Regions from separate parts of the Mus musculus genome. Here regions 1 and 3 are each linked to region 2. A link is a contact called in public Micro-C and promoter capture Hi-C data. All regions are on one chromosome and are shown on one strand. Each heading gives the region's core, a stretch centred on a gene start, on an enhancer-like site or on the middle of the called end of the contact. The rest is flanking DNA. Distances are from core to core; before and after follow the strand shown.

What was found. Promoter capture Hi-C pulls out the DNA fragments that hold promoters and counts their contacts. A called contact is a pair of places that touch in the nucleus more often than the background predicts.
Region 1: a contact with region 2 is called in a Micro-C map of embryonic stem cells, with 6 times the contacts expected there. The contact joins the promoter of Mmab here to the promoter of Coro1c in region 2. A contact is called at or near these places in 1 of 39 promoter capture datasets (pre-B cells), 1 of 484 Hi-C or Micro-C datasets (embryonic stem cells), 1 of 115 datasets of contacts at active chromatin or transcription factors (pancreatic cancer cells) and 1 of 9 other capture datasets (liver).
Region 3: a promoter capture Hi-C map of pre-B cells shows a contact between it and region 2, with 2.8 times the contacts expected there. The contact joins the promoter of Sgsm1 here to the promoter of Coro1c in region 2. A contact is called at or near these places in 7 of 39 promoter capture datasets (cranial neural crest, hippocampal neurons, liver and 3 more).

Annotation. Positions count from the first base shown.
Region 1 is chr5:114,440,878-114,445,847 of GRCm38.p6, forward strand. It overlaps Mmab (methylmalonic aciduria (cobalamin deficiency) cblB type homolog (human)), which reads right to left and starts at 3,150. Exons shown (of 9, transcript NM_029956.4): 1 at 2,999-3,150; 2 at 1,884-1,945. The coding sequence starts at 3,114. It overlaps Mvk (mevalonate kinase), which reads left to right and starts at 3,392. Exons shown (of 11, transcript NM_023556.3): 1 at 3,392-3,486; 2 at 4,511-4,602. The coding sequence starts at 4,525.
Region 2 is chr5:113,906,585-113,911,392 of GRCm38.p6, forward strand. It overlaps Coro1c (coronin, actin binding protein 1C), which reads right to left and starts at 2,122. Exons shown (of 11, transcript NM_011779.3): 1 at 2,027-2,122.
Region 3 is chr5:113,309,083-113,313,491 of GRCm38.p6, forward strand. Sgsm1 (small G protein signaling modulator 1) reads right to left here and starts at 1,704. Exons shown (of 25, transcript NM_172718.3): 1 at 1,592-1,704; 2 at 1,466-1,509. The coding sequence starts at 1,610.

The sequences.
Region 1 (4,970 bases), core at 1,900-4,399, 540 kb after region 2:
CCAGAGTACCAGGATTACATACCTGTTCCACCATGCTTACCATCATACACGTTTTAATCCAAATCAACTAAAAGTTCTTTTTATGTTTTTTTAAATTTGGGCTGGGCAGTGGAAGCACGCCTTTAATCCCAGCACTCAGGAGGCAGAGGCAGGCGGATATCTGAGTTCGAGGCTAGCCTGGTCTACAGAGTGAGGTTCAAGGACATGCAGGGTTATGCAGAGATACCCTGACATACATGCATGCACATATATATGTATATACATATTTATGTGTGCATAGTATATATGTATGTATATGTGTATGCATGTTATATATGTGTGTGTGCATGTTATATATATATGTATGCATGTGTATGTCTATGCATGTTTGCAAGTATGTATGTGTGTATATGCATGCTGTGTATATATGTGTGTATGCATGTATGTATGCATGTTGTGTATGTGTATGCATGTTATATATGTATATATGCATGCTGTGTACGTATATGTGTGTATATGTCTGTATGTATGTTGTGTATGTGTATGCATGTTATGTATATGTGTGTATATGTATGTGTATATATGTGTGTGTGTATATGTATATATATATATGGATATGGATGTTGTATATGTAGGTATGTATGTGCAAGTGTTGTATATGTATATATGCATGCTGTGTATGTATATGTATGTATATGTGTATATATGTCTGTATGTATGTTGTATATGTGTATGCATGTTATGTATATGTGTGTATATGTATGTGTATATATATGTGTATGTGTATATGTGTATATATAGATATGTGTGTGTGTGTGTATATGTATGTATGTATGTATGTATGTATGTATGTGCAAGTGTTCTCAGAGGTCAGAGGCAATGGATCCCTGTAGATGTGAAGTTATAGAAAGGTGTGAGCCGCCCACTGTGGGTGAGCAGAGCAGGCTCACCCTGAACTGTGTCTCTCATGACTCGGAGGCCTTACACTGTCCCACACTCTTTTTATCTTTTTTTTTTTTTTTTTTTTTGGTCTTGGTGTTGAACACAGGGCCTTCAGAATACTAGCTGGGCACTCTACCACTGAGCTACACTTCCAACCCCACACGTGTCATTCCCATCATTCAAGACAGAGTTTTAAGCCGGGCGTGGTGGCGCACGCCTTTAATCCCGGCACTCGGGAGGCAGAGGCAGGTGGATTTCTGAGTTCGAGGCCAGCCTGGTCTACAAAGTGAGTTCCAGGACAGCCAGAGCTATACAGAGAAACCCTCTCTCGAAAATTAAAAAAAAAAAAAAAAAAAGACAGGGTTTTACTATGTAGAGCAGGCTGCCTTGGAGTTTGGTACATCAACCTAGCTGGTCTTGAACTTGTGACTCTCCAACCTCAGCTCCTAAGTACTGGGATTGCAGGTGTGCACTATACTTGGCTTCCTTACAACTTGGCTTTTTTTTTTTTTTTTAAGATTTATTTATTTATTTATTTATTTATTTATTATATGTGAGTACACTGTAGCTGTCCTCAGACACCCCAGAAGAGGGCGTCAGATTTCATTACGGATGGTTGTGAGCCACCATGTGGTTCTGACCTTCAGAAGAGCAGTCAGCGCTCTTAACCACTGAGCCATCTCACCAGCCCCGCTTTTTGCTTTTAGATTTATTTATTTTATGTATATGAGTACACTGGTGCTCTCTTCAGACACACCAGAAGAGGGCATCAGAGTCCATTACAGATGGTTGTGAGCCACCACGTGATTGCTGGAAATTGAACTCAGGACCTCTAGAAGAGCAGTCTGAGCCATTGTAGCAGCGCTACAACTTGTTTTGAACACTTGAACAGTGCACCTTTCTTGTGGCTTCACACTTATGATGTATATTCAGACCCGTCACATGGCTACAGCGTGGCCTACCTTTGTCTCCCGTCTTGGTGTAAATCTTGGGGATCTTGGCTGCCGTCGAGGACGGCTGCAGCCTGATGAGAAACAGACACAAAGGCGTGGTAAGTGGGAACGGCTGCGCCTCGGGGAGTGACGCCCAGCTTTCAGTCTGCAACCTCAGGGGCAGCACTTCTCTGCCTCTGGGATGGCAATCTCCCGTCAGCCATTTCCCCGCTGCCCCTTCCTGACAGCTTCCTGTCCCTGTCTCTACCTGTACAGCAGCTGCTGTAGCATACTGCTCAATAAAGATTCTTGGCAAATACTGGCAGGAAGGACTAACTGGTCACTCCATGTAGCCCTAGCTCCACAGTGGGCTAAAGCCGCTAGCTCCTGGAACTGCCCTTCAGCTTCTCCCACACTCCCAAAGTTAGCCATACGCTTCTCCGTTGAGGAAACTGGAGCCCACAAAGATTCAACTTCCTAGATCTCCAGGAAGAGACTGGGCTGGGATTCATGCCCAAAACCCTTCTACTGTAAGCCTGACCTGGTCCATTACCCTCCCCAAACTCTTGTCTCTTCTAACCCCAACACAGAAGTTAGCACTTCTGGGGGAAAGAAAACTAGGCCACTTGCACTTTTCTAAGATTTTTCAGTGTCAAGGAAAAAAAAAAATACACTGTCAAAATGGAATTTCAAAAATGCTATTTTAACTTAATTTTTTTTTTTTTGAGGACTGCGAATGAACCCCGACTCTGCCATTTTCAACTAGCAGTGCATAACTTAAAATTAAAATGTGAATTCACAAAATTATTTCAAAGTCAGAGGACTGGACAGGGAACGCTGATCATGAGGTCATGGTAGTCTGCAAGTCCCTATGCAAGTTTCTAAGTGTTACCATGTCTTCCTGGTGTCTTAATCCTAATCCAAACAAACTGCTTGGGGAGGCCGGACAAAACCCACAAGAGCATGCCCCTGCCCTGACTGACCACAGCTAGACTCCGTTAGAACTTGGGGAGGAAATCCTGGCCTCTGACGCCATGACGAGCCCAGTGACGTCAGGCCACATAGAGCACGTCATCGGTGTGATGTACCCACGGAAACAACCGTTCCTCCTCCGTGTTGAGTTACTCTCCAGGCCTGAAACTCACCTGTCCCCGTCTTCCCCGCCCTGAGGGCCACGGCTCTGGAAACGGGGACACAGCAGTCTGCAGGCGCTGAGACGCCCGCGCAGGCCGAGGCGACCCCCAAAGAGCCACACAGCCATGCGCACGGTAACGCATCCAAGACTGACCCGGCTAGGCACCCGTCCAGGCCCGGGGATGACTCCGCCCCGCAGCCGGCCGCGCCACCTCTCAATCGCTGTTTCCTATTGGCCTGGGGCACTCGCACCAGGGCGGGGCACTCCCCAGCTCTTGATTCCCATTGGATTACTTGTAGAAAGAGGCGAGGCAATTTCGGCTTGCTTGAAGTTCCCATTGGTTAATGTTTGACCCAATCTGTAAAGGAGCCCTTAGCTCCAGCTCTCTGATTGGCCTCAGGAAGACACACCCGCCTCCTTGGAACTCTCCCATCTGATATGGAGAAGACCGGGAGCTGCGGCCCGGGTTTCAGCTCACTTGGGCGCTGGCCGGGGCAGGTGAGAAGCCTGGGCTGCGGGATGGGCGGCGTGAGGACCGGGTCCCGGACACCCCGGGCCGGGCGCCGCGGTTCTCTGCCTTCGTGTCCTCGATCTGAGCGCTCGGCGACCTCAGATCGGACAGTTTCCCCTAGACTAGGGTCCCGTAGACTGGGCTACTTAGTGTGCAGTGGGGTGGCCAGTGAAGCCTTGAACCCGGGTGATTTTTGCATTATTTATAACAACGTAAAAATGCATGCACCCATAAATCCAGCAAAACCACTCTGTGACATGACTCTTGCCTTGCAGAAGTTCTTGTTTGAACGTGCAACACAGGGCGTTAACAGGTGAGTCCCGGCAGCCGCGTTTGTGATTGTGACAGGTTGGTTGTGGTCTTGAGGTCCGGGAAGGATTCTTTCTCCTGCAAGATTTTATCTAAACCTCGCGTTCCCACACGCATCAAACACATGGCCGTCCTCAGAGTAGGCAAGCAGTCCATGCCTGAGCTCATGTCAGTTTCTACTGGCAACAGCAGTGGTAATAAACTCTGGAGCTGAGAACCTGTCAGTGCCGAGTAGCTCAGTATAGTCAAGAGGCCACTTTGCCAGACAGACAGGCCTTGCTGCTGGTAGTCCTTTGAGTCAGCCTCCAGTATTGCCTCTATTATCTGATATATGGGAAACAGATTCATGGCATAAGACATTCTGGGGACGGAAGAGCTGTGGTCTGAACCCAGATTTTTTTTTTCCCATTGTCCACCTGACTGGCTCACTGCACTGTCATCCTGGAACATAGCTCTGGATGGTAGTTCTGGATGGAGTTTCTCTACATGCTCCTGGCTGTCCTGGAATTCACTCTGTAGACCAGGCTTGCCTCGTACACCCAGAGATCCACCTGCCTCTGCCTCCACAGTGCTGGGATGAAAGATGTTCACCTCCAAGCCCAGCCTTCCTGGTGTTTGTAACTAACATCTAGGGAACTTTGTTTCTCTCTCTCTCTCTCTCTCTCTCTCTCTCTCTCTCTCTCTCTCTCTCTTTCCTTGCAGAAGTCTCAGAAGCCATGTTGTCAGAAGCCCTGCTGGTGTCCGCCCCGGGGAAGGTCATCCTCCATGGAGAACACGCTGTGGTCCATGGCAAGGTAAAAAGTCCCCAGGGAGCTGGGCAGTGGTGGCGCATGCCTTTAATCCCAGTTCTGAATTTGAGACCAGCCTGGTCTACAGAGTGAGTTCCAGAACAGCCAGGGCTACACAGAGAAACCCTGTCTCGAAAAAACAAACAAACCAAAAAAAGTTCCCAGGGACTTGAACGATGGGGTACCATGTCTCTCAGACCCTGGATTGGAAGACGGTAAAAGAAAGGCCTAGGGTGTTCACTGGATGAGTATCTCCAGCCGGACGAACCTTAAGCTGGCCCCACTAAGTACAATAGCTGAGGATGGTTGATAAAACCTACAGGTTGGGTTGGAATCACCCAGGAAGTGAGTGTTGGAGGGGAAAGGGATTGAAG
Region 2 (4,808 bases), core at 872-3,371:
ACAACACCAACACACACACACACACACACACACACACACACCTTAAAATAATAATTTTTAAAAACCTTGTAAATTCATCAGGCTTTAATGTACTGTCCACAAGTAAAATACACATGCGCTCGCGCACATGCGCACGCACGCACACAAACACACACACACAGAGAAAACATGTTCTGATTTCTTAAAAAAGTATGTGTCTGTGTGTGTGACTGTCAACTACCAAAAGACAGAGCACTTGTAGAGCTATGATATAAAGCAATTCTGCTCTACCACATTTTTTTTCCTGTTTATATATGTTTCAGTTCTAGTTACTATTGCTGTGATGAGACACCAGGACCAAAACAGCTTGGGGAGGAAAGGGTTAATTCAGCTCACACTTCCACATCACAGTTCATCATCAAAGGAAGTCAGGACAGGAACTCTAGCGGGCGGGAACTTGGAGGCAGGAGGCTGATGCAGAGGCTGATGGAGGGGTGCTGCTTACTGTCTTGCTCCCCATGGCTTGGTCAGCCTGTTTTCTTATAGAACGCAGGACTGCAAGCCCAGGGGTGGCCCCGCCCACAATGGGCTCAGCCCTCCCACCATGAATCACCAATTAAGAAAAGGCCCCACAGGCTTTTCTATAACCTCAGTCTCACTTTTTCTCAACTGAGGCTTCCTCCTCTCTGATGACTCTGGCTTGTGTCAAGCTAGACAGAAAACCAGCCAGTACAATATGTAACCGCCGCCTAGATTCGATGTTTAATGTCAGGCTGGCTATCCAAACATCACTGCGTGTGACACACACTCCCCAAGTCTCCCTAGGTCAGTGTTCTCTAACATGTCCAGAACCAAGCACTGTGTTCAGCTGCTCTGAAGCTGCGGACAGACAGGAATATGAACTACCATTTGCCTTCACACCCGAGAAGGAGGCAGGAAGCAACTACTTGTACTTCATCATGTTCTTCCCTCTACTAGCAGGCCCTGGTGTCAGGGTGCTGCCAGACAAGGACAATAAGACGCTTTATTATATAGGGTGACTAAGAGCCTCGCAAGTACTGTTTTAGAATATAATCCCGGTAGGGAAGGCCACGGGATGGGAGTACAATTATTTCGTGCCAACCATTTCCAAAACTAAACATATTGTGGCCCTGCGAATAAGCACGCTCTGCGGTCAATTCTCTTTCAAATGCTTACAGGAAGCAATTCCGGGAGAGACGAACAACTTGCAATTTGCTTCTCACTCTGAATCCCACGACCGAAATGTGTAGAGCAAGCCGTTCTGACACCACAAAACAAGGGCAGCCTACATGAAGGCCAAATATAGGATGTGATTCTAAACCACGACGGAGAGAAAGCCTGCATTTCCTTTTCCAGCCTGCAAAAAAAAACCCTTTGAACACTCCCAAAAAAGGACGTCGGGGCCGGCACCTCCCTCCGGGAGGAAGCCCCTTTCTTCTCCGAAAGCCCTGCAGCCGGCTACTTCCCCCCAGCTCATTCACATCACTGGAGATAGATAGGGCTGCTGTGCGTACGCCCGCCGGGGGACCGGCGGCAGAGCTGGGCTGGGCGTCCCCACCCTCCACCTCTGATGTCATCCTAGCCATCTCGGCGCGGCTGAGCCCCACCTGCCCCGCGGGTCACTAGGTTCCGCACCCGGGACAGGGTTCCTCCTCCAGGCCACGCCACTGCAGCCCGCCCCCGCCCCAGGTCTTCAGGGTCCAGGAGGCCATGCACTGCGAGCCAGGCGGAGCCCCGCCCGGGCGCGCCCCGCACACCGGGGGTCCCCCGCGGACCCAGCCCCACGTGAGCGCTCGGCCGCAGGCTCTTCGCAGCGCTCAGACACCGCCTCACGGCTGCCGGGCCCACGGCTGCCCGCAGACGGCCATTCCCCAGCCGCAGCGCCCGGGGCATGCGCGTGCGCCCCGCACCACTCGGCGCCGCCGGCTCCTGTCAGCCGAGAGCTTCACACGCGGGGTCCCGGAGGCCGGCCCGCCCGCCCCGGGCTCGCTCCGGAGCTGCCCCGTCCTGAGCGCGCGCTGCTTACCAGAGCCCGGGTGCCTGAGGCGCCGCCGAAGTCCCTGCTGCAAAGCCCCGCGAAGCCTCCAACCGCTGCCGCCTCCCGCCTGGCACTGAGCGCCGCGCGGGGGAGGGGCGCGGCCGCCGCTGCCCAGGCCTTCGCGCGCGCGGGCCCCGCCCCCGCGCCGGGGCCGCGCCCAACCAGCGCCGCCGAACCACGCTTCACCACGCCCACTTCCGGAAGGTCCCGGTTAGATGCCCGGCTCTCCTTAGAGCGCCCCCTGTGGTGGCGCGGGGAGGTGCAAGGAGACTCGGAGCCCACGCCCGCTTTCCGGGGCACTTGAATGGCCGGGTGGCCACGCCCACGGGCTCCTTCCAGCCCCACCCAGGTCTTTAGAACCAGAGCGGGCGTTCTTAAGCTCCACCCACGGCCCTGCAGAGCCTCTCTATGAGGATGGTCGTTTGAGCGCATCTAACTGCCCACCGAGTCCGTGAGCAGGGCTTGGTTTCCCCCCGCCCCCAAAACCTAGCTTCCCCCAGTTGAGCGCCGCAAATCCCCGCTCGGATTTCCTGAAGACCCGGGGAACCTATGATCATCCTATTTGCTGTACCTCAAGCCCCGCCCACAGCCCTGAGCGTACTTAAACCGTAAGCCCCGCCCCAAGTTCTTAGCCCCACCTCCATCAGGGCTGGTTCAACCCTCTCACCCACGCTCTCTCCCACTACTCTCCAGGGCAGGGTGGCAACCCTTGGGCTGGACCACACCTATGAGAGAGAGCTAAGGAGAAGCAATGAAGACTCCCTGGCTAAAGTCCCTCCATATGAGCACGTGGATATGTGTCCTAGCCCTGTTACTCTCAAATGAAGTGACCCAGGGACCATTTCACTCACCTCTTTGGATTTCAGTTTCCTAATCTTGAGTGTAAGGTTATCCCACTATTAGCCAAAGCCCCTTCAGAAATATCAAGCTTTGAAATACCAAGATCTAAGGAAACTGCGTCCAGAGATCTGGGCCAGCTGAGGGGTTGGGCCATTTATTTCCCAAAGCAAGGCATCTTTACAATTCGCAGAGGGATGAATTTTCACTTTGTTTTAGCCTCAGAGATGTCCAGGAATCTGTGGTCGGCATTCAGTGGTAGAACCCCTGAATTCTTGTTGCAGGAATTAAGATAAACTGCCACCTCAAAACAGAAGGCACACGCCTTTAGTCCCAACACTGAGGAGGCTGAGGCAGGTGGATCTCCGTCAGTAGTTCCAGGCCAGCCTGGTCTACATACTGAGTTCCAGGACATCCAGGGATATGTAAAGAAACTCTGTCTCTAAATAAGTAAATAAAATAAAATTAGGCAAAGTGTGTGTGTGTGTGTGTGTGTGTGTGTGTGTGTGTGTAAATTATGTGTTGTGTAAATCTAGGTCTACCAGAATGAAGCAGCTTGCTCAGCAAGTTTTTACTCTCTGCAAAGCTCAATTTTTAAAGATTGGTGTGTTTATTTTACGTGTATGCCTCTGTGTATGTAATTACACCACCTGCATGCAGTGCCCTCATAGGTCAGACCAGACTGAGCTAGCCTGAATCTGGAGTGTCCGCAGGCTGTCAGAGGACTACTGTGGTTCCGGGAACCAGGAGTCCTCTGAAAAAGCAGGAAGTGCTCTTGATTGCAGAACACCTCTCCAGCGGGAGCTAGGTTTCTTTATCTGTGACTACAATAGCAGCCCCTCCCAGGCAGAGCTCAGTTTCTGGCTTCTCTCTCTCTCTCTCTCTCTCTCACACACACACACACACACACACACACACACACACACACACACACACGGCACCTATTGCTGTCAAGGCAGCGACTCAACTGTATGGAGAGTGGGTTGTGTTTTGCCTCTAAGCAGCTTATGCTAACTGGAGGGACTCAGTACTTCGTACCCGGCAAGATTTGCCACTCCACTTAAATGAGGTAGAGGCGGTAATGCTCCTGTTGCAGTCACCAGGCATATGGTGATGTAGAAAAACCAGTTGCTTTTGTTATGATCATTATACTTAATTAAACAAGGGGACAGACAGTGGGGGCTGAGTGTGTCGGGGAGTCCAGAGAGCACAGACTGCTTGAGAGAGAACTGAGAAATACAGAGAACACGAGCCACGCCTTTGGAAACAGAAGCCATCCAGCTGATGCTGCAGAATTGTCAGAAATTCTTTCAGCAACCCAGTGGCCATAGAAAGACTTCCCAAAATCCAGCAATAAAGATGAAGACATGGAGACTTGGAGGCATTGACTTGCCAAAAATTACCCTGCATGGACCAGGTAGAATCCTCATCTGTCTGACAGCACAGCCTGCTCTCTTAGCTGGTTAGTGATTACCCGGACGGCCTCAGGGGCAGGGGACGGAAGAGAAAAACCATGGACTTTGGATTCTGACAGGCTCGTTTAATTAAGAATGAACTTAAGTCCTTGTGTTACAGATATTAGACAAATCAGTTTCTCTTGTCTTATAGAGGTGTGTGTGTGTGTGTAGTGTACATGCAACTATGTGTGAAGTGGGTGTATGCATGCTGAAATCAAATGAGGACATCAGGCACCCTGCTCTGTCAATTTCCACCCTATTCTATTGAGACTGAGTATCTCACTGAACCTGAAGCTGGGCTGGAACCCTTCAAGAAGCCCCAGAAGTCCTCTCTACACCTCCAACAGAGCTAGGCGCTGGGGGGTGGGCAGGGCAGGGGCAGGGCTGGGGGAACTGCAGCTGTCTCCAGCATTTAAGATAGGTACTGGGGATTTGAACTCAGGTCATAAAGCTTGCACAACAAGAGCTCTTACCTG
Region 3 (4,409 bases), core at 454-2,953, 600 kb before region 2:
GTGGCACAGCTATACACGGATGTCTCCTAGGTTCCCCAGGGCCTGCTGACCCTGTCTTTCATTGTACATCCTATTTGGTCAACCATTTCCCTAGTAAAGTGGGGGTCAGCTCCAGGCATGAGGAGCAAGCATTACAGCCAGGGCTGGGTAAAAAACCACGGCCTTCCAGCTTTAAACCTAAGGGCTGAGACCCTTCCCCGAAGGGCAGGGGTGTGAGGTTTCAGGGTTGGGGTCTGGATAGTATCTTCAAACAGGTCTTTACAAAGATGGAGGTAAAGACTTCTAGGCCTTTCTGAGGGACCCCCTTCTATCCATCTTACATATCACCTCGAAGGAAAATTCTAGAATCTGCAGCAATCCACGGAGCTAGTTCTTTAAAAGGAATGTGCTACACACAGAGACACAAACACAGGCACACACCCACGATCCCCAAGAGGAGGAAGGAACCGGGGACAGGTCCGGGCCTCCAACTGCCCAGGTGGCTGCCACCAGGAAGGGAGGCCCTCCTGAGTGACACCCCTAACACACACACGCGCGCGCGCACACACGCACACACACCCCACAGGTATACACACACCTCCATGCTCAGGAAGCAAGGGACAGACTCCAGCCTGGCTCACAGATTCACAGCCAAGCAAGGACTTGGGATAAGAACCCCAGGATGAAGACAAGGCAGCAGGGACGGGAATGGGGGGTGGGGGTGACTGAAGGATAGGGCGGAGCCAAAATGGGAGGGCAATGCCACACCACATACATACTCAATCTTACCCATTCACACAAATACACATTCGTAGACTCGCACAAGCAGACACAATATATAGATCATCCTTAGGTATTTCCAGGCAGGTGCACATACATATATGCACATGTCCTGGGCAACATACATCTACACCACAGGCCCACAGACATCTAAACGTCGCCTCAGCCTTCTAAACTCTCCCAATTCCCACGGCCCTGGGAGGTCACTGGCTGTGAACGCCGAGGTAAGGCTAGGATCTCAGCTGCTTCCTTCATCCCGGGGGAGGCAGGCAGCCACTCCTGTCTGATCCCATGTATCAGTGGAGGGCACCTGCTCTGTGACCCTGGCCCAGGTCACAGGCTCTCCTGCACAAAGTCCCTGGCACCTAGAGGTGGCTCCAAGGACTGAGTATCTGACATGGGTTGGGGGATAGCTTCATGTTCCAAAATTGAACCTGTCCCCTCCCAAAACCTGATCTTCCTCGGGGATATTCCGCATCTCTAATGAGGAGCCCCGCATCACCCTACTCTACCCCCAGCAATGAGAACCTGCCCCTCCGCGAGGTCCCACCTGGACACCTTCCGATCCTACACCCAGAGGGCCCCACGCACTGAAACACCCGTTTTCCAGCGACCCCTCCCCAGCCCCCGCCCTAGTTAGCCATGCACAGCCACCGCCAGCCAGAAGCCCGCGGTGGCCCTGTCACCCTGGGGTGGCCGCCCCTACCTCCTTCTTCACAGTGCGCAGCAGCCTCTGGCGGGTCTCGGCCTCTGCGGGACAAGCAGGGAAGCGCGGTGAGCGGCACCGAGGCCGCGGGGCCTGGCCGCCCTCCCGCTGCCCGCCCGTGCTTACCCGCAGGGACCGAAGCCATGGCTCAAGCTGGTCGGTGCCCGGTTCCCGGACGCGTCCCCGCTCCGCGCCCTGCTGCAGCCGCGAGGGGGCGGGACCGGCAGGGGATGAATGACAGCCCAGGATGTAGACGTCAGAACCTGACATCCCGCCCACCCCACCCACGAAAGCTCAGCGCCGCCTCCTGGACAGCATACAGCAGAGCATCCGCATCCAGCCTCCTCCAGGCGTTAGCGACAGGCCTTGCCAAGTTGCCTAGGGTGACCTAAGATGCGGAACCGTGCTCCACATCCCGTGTGTCCATCCACGCGTATTTAGAAACGAGGCAAAGCCAGGCACGGGGCACACTCCTATCGACTCCTCAGTGGGGAGACTGAGGCAGGGGACTCAACCTGGGCGACATAGCCAGGCCCTGCCGCCACAATAAAACTAGACTCATCCTGTATAAAGTGGGTATAAGTTCTAGAATGAGCTGATGATCAAGCGAGATATTTGATGTGTAATTCTCATCATAGACAAGACAAAAAAAACAAAACAAAACAAAACAAAACAAAAAAAGGGCCAGCTTTCATACGGGGTAGCTGCTGCTGTTTCATATACCCCCTTCCTCCGTCCCCTCCTCCCCTTCCCTTCCCCCTCCCCCTCTTCCTCCTCTTTTTACTCCTCCTCCTCTCTTCTCCCTTTCTCCCTTTTCAGACTAATCAGATACACTGACTCCCCATCTGGAAGAAGCCTGCCTCTTCTTCACTTGCTGCTCCCCCTATACTGGGAACCAGGGTTCAGCCAGGATCTCTCAGTCCCAGGGTTGGGAGTTTGAAGCAAAGGAGATGGACACATTGCCGCAGCACTCAGATGGTAGACAGTAAACCATCTGAGCAAGTGATAGAGGGTTGGAAGGTTCTAGAGGGACGTGGAGTCGATGCAGGGGAGATACCAGTGACCGGGGCTGTCTTGTGGAACAAGGGGCATCTTGCTGAGTTTTCTTTCTGAGCAAGAAGGGAAAGGAGGAGGCTGGGGAATGCTTGGGGAAGAGGAATCCATACAGTTCAGCGGTTAAGAGAACTGAGTGCTCTTCCAGAGGTCTTGAGTTCAAATCCCAGCAACCACATGGTGGCTCACAACCATCTGTAATGAGATCTGATGACCTCTTCTGGTGTGTGTGTGTGTGTATACCAGAACCCCTCTTGTGTGTGGCAGTGGTGTCTCTGTCACGATACCCCCCCCCACTCTCTCCTCCCCCACTCTCTCCAGTGAGGTGTGCTTAGTGTCTCCAGGATGCCACAGAATGAGAAATAAGGACTTGACAAATATAATTGAGGACTTACTACATCCGGAGCTCTGGTTGCATAAACTTACCGAGCCTCCAGCCCCCCCCCCCCCCCCCATGAGCCTCACACACAAAGAAAGTCAAGCCCAAGACGTGGGAGAATTTTCTTCAGGTCCATACACAAAGCAAGCAATAGCTCAAGCCATGGACCGGGTGGATCATCTCACCAGGGGCAGGTTAAGATGAATCAGATGTTTCTCGCCAAGCCCTTCAAACCTTTTCAGAGAACATAGAAGTTTTCCTCTAATATAAATGGTTTCTAGTGGTGGTTTCAATATGCTTGGCTGTCCTGGAACTTGCTCTGTAAACTCACTCTCTTGAGCTCAAGAGATTTGCATGGCTCTATCTCCTGAATGCTGGGATCAAAGTCATGGTCCACCATGCCTGGACCTAAGCTTTCCTTCACCTAGATCTAAAAGCTTGTGTCATCCTGTGACAGTTTGACACACAGTCATATCTCCTTATCTCCAAGTGAAACCAATAATCACATCATAATAATATAACTATCCACGGTTTAGCTGCAAACAATAAGCTTAGCTGGGTGGGATCTTGCCCTGAGATCACCACTCCCTTAATCCGTTTGTCTCCTTGAACGTAGGATTCAGCTCCTTTTCATTTCCTGGGGCCCCTTCATTACTTGAAGCACACTCGTTTTTTCTTTTTAAGCTTGCTATGCTTGCTCAAAATGCTCTTCATAAGACTGAATCACAGGATCATGTCTAAATTGGGGTTTCTATGAGACTTAATTGTTAATTCTGTCTAGGCTGGCCCATTAAGCTCCACTTAAAGCATTCCATGGCGTTCCAAACCCAAAGTCCCAAAACCCATATTCTTTCAAACAAAAGCATGGTCAGGCCTATGACAGCAATACCCCACTCCTGGTACCAACTTCAGCCTTTTTATTTATTTATTTTTTAAAAAGATTTATTTACTTATTATATGTAAGTACACTGTAGCTGTCTTCAGACACACCAGAAGAGGGCATTGGATCTCATTGTGGATGGTTGTGAGCCACCAAGTGGTTGCTGGAATTTGAACTCAGGACCTTTGGAAGAGCAGTCAGTACTCTTACCCACTGAGCCATCTCACCAGCCCCCCAACTTCAGTCTTAATTAGAGTTCCATTACTGTGAACAGACACCACGATCAAGGCGACTCTTACAAGGACAACATTTAATTGGGGCTGGCTTACAGGTTCAGAGGTTCAGTCCATCATCGCCAAGGCAGGAGCATGGCAGCATCCAGGCAGGCCTGGTGCAGGAGGAACTGAGAGTTCTACATCTTCATCTGAAGGCTGGAGGAGACTGACTCTGGCAGCTAGGAGGAGGGTCTCAAAGCTCATGCCCACAGTGACATACTTCCCCCAATAAGGCCATACCTCTTAATAGTGTCACTTTCTAGGTCAAGCATATTCAAACACCGCATAGCTCCAGGGCATTTGAGTCGAGCCATTGCCTTGGGGCTGAATCCGGAGCCTTGAACCCTGTCCTACTTA